2 separate regions of the Mus musculus genome follow, and region 1 is linked to region 2. The links are chromatin contacts, called in public promoter capture Hi-C maps. All regions are on one chromosome and are shown on one strand. The core of a region is the stretch at or near the end of the contact, and the rest is flanking DNA. Distances in the headings are between cores, read along the strand shown. Region 1 holds the start of Fam78a (family with sequence similarity 78, member A). Region 2 holds the start of D330023K18Rik (RIKEN cDNA D330023K18 gene).

What was found. Promoter capture Hi-C pulls out the DNA fragments that hold promoters and counts their contacts.
Region 1: a contact with region 2 is called in a promoter capture Hi-C map of liver, with 3 times the contacts expected there. The contact joins the promoter of Fam78a here to the promoter of D330023K18Rik in region 2. A contact is called at or near these places in 4 of 39 promoter capture datasets (cranial neural crest, hippocampal neurons and liver) and 2 of 115 datasets of contacts at active chromatin or transcription factors (embryonic forebrain and embryonic stem cells).

What each region holds. Positions count from the first base shown.
Region 1 is chr2:32,082,373-32,085,304 of GRCm38.p6, forward strand. Fam78a (family with sequence similarity 78, member A) reads right to left here and starts at 1,333. Exons shown (of 2, transcript NM_175511.4): 1 at 212-1,333. The coding sequence starts at 534. Gm33126 (a long non-coding RNA gene) reads left to right here and starts at 2,897. Exons shown (of 3, transcript XR_374254.3): 1 at 2,897-2,932.
Region 2 is chr2:31,150,815-31,153,722 of GRCm38.p6, forward strand. D330023K18Rik (RIKEN cDNA D330023K18 gene) reads right to left here and starts at 1,477. Exons shown (of 2, transcript NR_040334.1): 1 at 1,168-1,477; 2 at 235-436. It overlaps Gpr107 (G protein-coupled receptor 107), which reads left to right and starts at 1,502. Exons shown (of 18, transcript NM_178760.4): 1 at 1,502-1,667. The coding sequence starts at 1,545.

The DNA.
Region 1 (2,932 bases), core at 83-2,582, 930 kb after region 2:
TTGCCAGGGAGGACAGAACAACCCTGGGCACCAGGGATAATGGCAGGGCAGGTCTAGCTGAGCTAGGACCCTAATCAACATAAAGGCTCCCCAGAGTTGCCTGACCCAAGAAGGCTTGGAGACAGTTCCACCCCTGCCTAAAGACCCCTGCAGCCCTGCTCCAGCCTCCCCGAGCCTTCAAGGCCCCCAGCCTGTCCCCAGGAGTACTCACATGCCCTGCTCCCCGTACTGGTTGTAAAACTCCATATGGCTGCACGCCTGAATCCAACCAACGATCCAGGTCTCCTTCTTGGGAATGGGCGGCATGACCACTTGGGCTGAGGCCCGGAAGTGGGGTGTCCGATAGCGCAATACCACGCTGGAGGACTCGTCGATGCTGGTGGGGATGGGGTCGATGGAGGCTTTCACATCAATCACGGTAATCCCTTCCCGGAAGACTCTGGCTTTGCCTCCGATGCTCTGAATACAGCCCATGGCACACAGGACCGCTCTAATCTCCAGGGAAGGCCAGCAGTCCCAAAAATAACAGGGCATTGAAAGGATGGAGGTTGCAGGACCCAGTGCAGAGCGCTCAATCTAATCTCAAAACTCAAAATCGAGATCCATAGGCTAGAGAACTTAAGGAGTAGAGGAGGTTTGCATAGCACTGCCGGGTCCTGTTATAAATATGGGTTCTGTTGCATCTCAAGAGCCCTGGGCTCCCTCTTCTAGCAGTGGGCAAAAGCCACCGATATTCTTTGGGTTTAAAAAAAGAAAAGTTTGGAGTTTAATGGAGAAGCATGTTTTTCTGACATCCAGCGCTGCGTCCTCACACTTGGGGATGGCAGCTCGGACACTCTCCCTGAAGTCTTCGCAGGAAGCAGACGGGCTCTGCCAGGCACATAAATAAGGAAGGCTCGGTCCCCGCGCGGTCGCGCCACCCTCGCTGCAGAACGCCGACTTCCTGCCCTTCTGCCTTCCGCACCGGCTCCCTGGAACACACGCGCCCGCCCGGCGGGGCCCAATCAATTGCAGCGTGAGCTCCGATTCAAGCGGCAGAGGTCCGACGTCCTGTGAGGCCCGTATCCACCCGCCCTTCCGAGAGGTGCGCTCCGGGTTAGGTGCTCGCCAGGTCCCCTCCGGCGCCCACTCGCGCGTTCCTCTGCCACTGTCGCTGTAGCCGCTGACTGCCGCGCAGGGCTCCGGGACTGCACTCGGATATCCGCCGCCGCCTGCTTCGCCTCGGCCGCCGAGGACCTGCAGAGAGGTGGAAGGCACAGGGCGGCAAAGTTGAGCCGAACTTTACTGCGGGGGACTCGAGGGCGCGGCGATGCCTGTGCGCCGGGCACGGGCTGTGGAGCTGACGGCGCAGCTCTGGGCGGTCTCCCCGGAGGTGGCGCCCCCCTCCGCCCGCCCCGTCAGTGGCGGCCGCACGACTGCGCGCACCAGCGAATAATCGCCTCCCGTGACATCTCCGCTGACACCGGTTTAGCTCGAGGGAGGGGTGAGGGGTCGTTCAGACTGCCACCGCAGTGGGTCACTAGGACCTCCCGGCTCGGGTACTGCGCATCAGTACCACGCCACCAGCGTGAAACGCCCCTTCTCGCTCCAGTGTCTCGATCCCCGGGGCCTCAGTGCCAAGCCCAGGCCGGTCTTTTAAGGCATTCTGCCCTTTGCCGGCAGAGGTGGCTGGACACCAAGAAGGCGTGTTGCCCCCCCCCCCCGCCCCACCGCGTGCCTCGGTTTCCCCTAACCAAGCTTGAGCCTTAGCTGAGCCCAGCGCGTCCCGAGCGCGCGCCTCCGCCGAGGAACTTTGGCAGTCAGGTTCCCACCCAGGGGGCGTCACGAACTCACCTGCCCCTAGGGCCGCTCCAGGTGCCTGGGTCACCGCCCTCCGGTCTTCCCTAACCTCTCTGCCCGCACGTTTTCGGGGCGCCCCCTCCCCTGGGCAGTGTCCCCTGGCTCTTATCTACTAGGGTCCGGGGATGGCGTGGGCGCCTCGGATCCCCAAGCCCCTCCTGGCTCCGGGCTGCTGTGGGGATGGCCGGGGGCGGAGGGCTGAGGCTCGGGGCTCTCTCGCCCCCACCCCGAGCGCCTCCTTATTTTATGATCATTATGAGCGTGCTGTCACCGCTCTGCCCCGCCGCCGCGCCGCAGCCGCCTGGCGCGCCCCGCGCCGCCTCGCTCTGCTGCAGCATCGGAAAGGCAACCAGGTCAAACTTTGCAGAAACTCGGTCCCTGCGCCTGTCTGGCCCCTGTGTTCGTCCGCAGCCGCGCGACAACGCGCACCGGCGCACGCAGGACCTGCGCTCGCCCGTGCGCCCCGTGGGATGCAGGTCCGCAGGCGGTAGCGTGCAGGCGGGTAGGCACCGCCTCCTCCTCCAGCCCGCCCGGCTCTCCTCCCTAGCTCTGGCACTCAGCACACTCTCCCCCCCCTCTCTCTCTCTCTCTCTCTCTCTCTCTCTTCTTTCCCACCTCTCTGCAGCTGCTGGGGGAGTTGAGCCTCTTCTTGCATAAACGACATTTCCTTTTTTTCTAACCCTAGGAATTCTGGGTAGTGTAGTTCTGTCTTTCTCGGGTCCTGGGGTTGGGGGTGTTCCTATTGCCCTTTGACTTCTGGATGCCAGCAGCTTTCCAGTTCAGGAGACTTGGGGCACTGCCCTGGGGATCCTAGCTGCCGGAGTTGGTGGTTGGGTGGAAAGCATGGAAGTTTTGGGAAGCTCCAAGACTTGGGAAGGTTTGGAGGGTGGGAAAAGTTGGTGTCTCCCAACCCCCAAACCCCAACCCTGTATTGATCATGTTTGTATCTTCAGCATGGTGAGAGGGTTGTCAGCTAGTTGGTCCCAAGTATGTAAGAAATTTACATTCATCAGACATTGAGTCAGAAAGTTCTTATGTATGTCTCACAGAGGAAAAAAATACCCAGAGAGGAAGACTGAAAAGGCCTGCCCAC
Region 2 (2,908 bases), core at 227-2,726:
AATTTGTTGAAGTTCACAGTTTGTGGCATTAAAGTATATCATATTGGGCTGAAGAGATGGCTCAGCAGCTAAGAGTTCCTGTTCTTCCAGAAGACTGGAGTTTGGGTTCCCAGCAAGCACAATGGATGGCTGACAACCAAGGTAACTTCAGTTGCAGGGATCTGATGCCCCCTTCTGGTCTCTATGGGTACACCTCATGGCATTTATAAACACACAAACAACATAAAAACAAACTTAATTTCCTATCTATATGTATTTATATATACAGATCTATCATGTTGGGTTAGAGACACTGCTCAGTGGTTAAGAGCACTTACTGCTCTTATAGATAGATACCTGAGTTAACTTTCTAGTACTCATGATGTCAGGCAACACACAACTGCCAGCAATTCCAGCTCCCGAGGATCTGACACCATCTTCTGGTCCTCTCAGGTACCTATACATGGCACACACATACATAAAAAACTTAGAAAAGCAACCAACCAGACCTTCAAAATACATCCTGTTACTAGTTCCAGTTAAAAAGCTATAGGAATCTGATTCTGTCATAGGTGTTCACACACCTACATAGTGGTAGCTGCCTGGTAGTAGAGTTCCCTGTGTTTTTATTGTGTCCTATTTTGCTTAAATAATTACATGCACATACACAAAAGCATATGTTACTTGTGTGTCCAGCTAAAAACAAGAATCTAAGAACTAAACCAACTTGGTTATCAGCTATTTTAATACGAGTGTTTCCTGTAAGCCCTGGTACCAGGGACCTACAACCAAGTCCTTCCATTAAGTGTTAAGGACTAGAAGCTAAGTTTCCAAAGAGACTAAAATAGAAAACATTAAGGCTCAGACTCCAGCGGTGGCATGAAATCACACAAGACAAAATGACGTATCAGTTAAAAATCTGCATGTGATCCCCAGCTCAGACTGGCCAAAATGACCATTTCTTAGAGTTTAGGTAGAACAGAGGAACAGCCTGACACCTACCTCTTATATAATTAGATTGTCCCAAAGATTAAATGCCACTTAAAAAAAAAAAGCCTAGTGGATGGCTTCCTATGGACTCAATAAATCCTATTACTGCAACTATTTCAAGCTGAAGTTTGTGTAAAGGGCCTAGGATGATAATAAGTCAAGGAATCTAAGACAGGCCAGCAATTTCTAAGTTATTACCACCGAAGGCAGTCCAATCATCCGCCAGGGTCAGTGGCGGACATTGCGGGTTCCAGACTTTGGTCCAGGCCCCTCAATCCCCAAGCCCGGCAAGGCAGAAAGGAGGCCCGGCTTGAACTTGCCCCGCCATGGTTGTCATGGCAAACGCTTCAGGGTCCTCACAGGGGCTTTGCCGGAAGTCCGTCCTGGGAGGCCAATTGAAGAGTGCCGAGGTGGTCCGCTCAGGTCCCTGCGTGACCAGAGTTGCGTTTTGCAGTAAAACGATCTCAAGGACCTCGGAGGCGGCAGCCGCGCCCCCTTCCAGAGCACCTCCGGGACGACGCACTTTGACCCGGAAGTGGGTGGGAGAGGAAGCAGCTGGTGATGCTGGAACAAACATGGCCGTCCCGGTACCCCTCGGCCGCTTCGGCTCCTTCTGCCTGCGGCTGCTACGACTGCTGGCGTTGCTGGAGCTGCTGGTCCACCCCGTCTTGGGCCGCGTCCATCACCTGGCGCTCAAAGTAAGGCCTGGCAGGCTGGGGGCAGGATCAGGGAGTGGCGACGGGGGGGTGGGGGGAGCGCGACCGCTGTCCCGGGCTGAGCCAACTTCAGCCCAGCGGGATCTCCTAAGTTCGGCCCCTGAGCCAGGGGGTTTGCGCCGCCCCGTAGGGATGGACTACGCCGTGCGGCCTCCTCGGGTAGTCTGGTCCCTGCAGGTTTGAGGTCCTGAGGAAGGGGCCCAGATGCGGCCTAAATACCCAAAGACCTGGGAGGCCACTCCTGCGATTCCTGCTGGCTTCCCTGGATTCCACGTTGGTGGCAACCTTCCCTAATTCACCCTTTCATAACTTAAATTCCAAGTTCTCTTGTCCGCGATCTCCGCCCTTCTGTGCTCCTTGATCTGGCGCTTTGAAGTTGTGCGGAATCTTAGCCTGTTTCCTTGCTTGGTTTAGGGTGCTCGGTTGACTGACCAAAGCCAGAATCCCCAAGAGGAATTCAAATCTCTCTTGAAATACATGCCTTGGTTTCAAGAAGAAAAAATAAGAAAGAACAAGCCTGAGGATTTAAACTCAGCATCCAAAGTGTTTCTAAGTAGTGGGCCTTTTTCATTCCCGCTCTATGGCCATTGCCTAAGGAAGATGTTTATGACAGGCCTGAAGTGACCACCAAGAACCGCTATGGTAGCTAACTCACAGTAGAAAGTTCTCTAAGGCTTACACAGGATTGGCAGCCGGTTAATATACCTGGAGAACAGAAAGTGACATCATTATGACTCAAAGCCTTGTACATTTTCCTAATAGTCAGTGTACCAAGAAGTTGCGGATCTGGACACAGCTGTCTGTAAAAACACTTTCCATTAGGTGTGAAGGATAAAGGCTTGTGAATGTAGCGTTTAAAGGGTCCAGACAGACTGTAGATTTGAAACCTGGCCAAATCCATACAGGCACACTTGGGCTGTCTGCTTTTGATTGTTAAAATGATCTTGAAGCTGGGCGGTAGTGGCGCATGCCTTTAATCCCAGCACTTGGGAGGCAGAGGCTGGCGGATTTCTGAGTTCGAGGCCAGCCTGGTCTACAAAGTGAGTTCTAGGACAGTCGGGGCTATACAGAGAAACCCTGTCTTGAAAAACAAACAAACAAATGATCTTGAGTAAAGTGACTCTTACCTACAGCAAGACAGATCAATCTTGGCTCCTTATAAAATCCACTGAAAGCTGTAGGCACTCTCCCCAGAGAAATGCTTTTTGAAGTAAGACCATCTT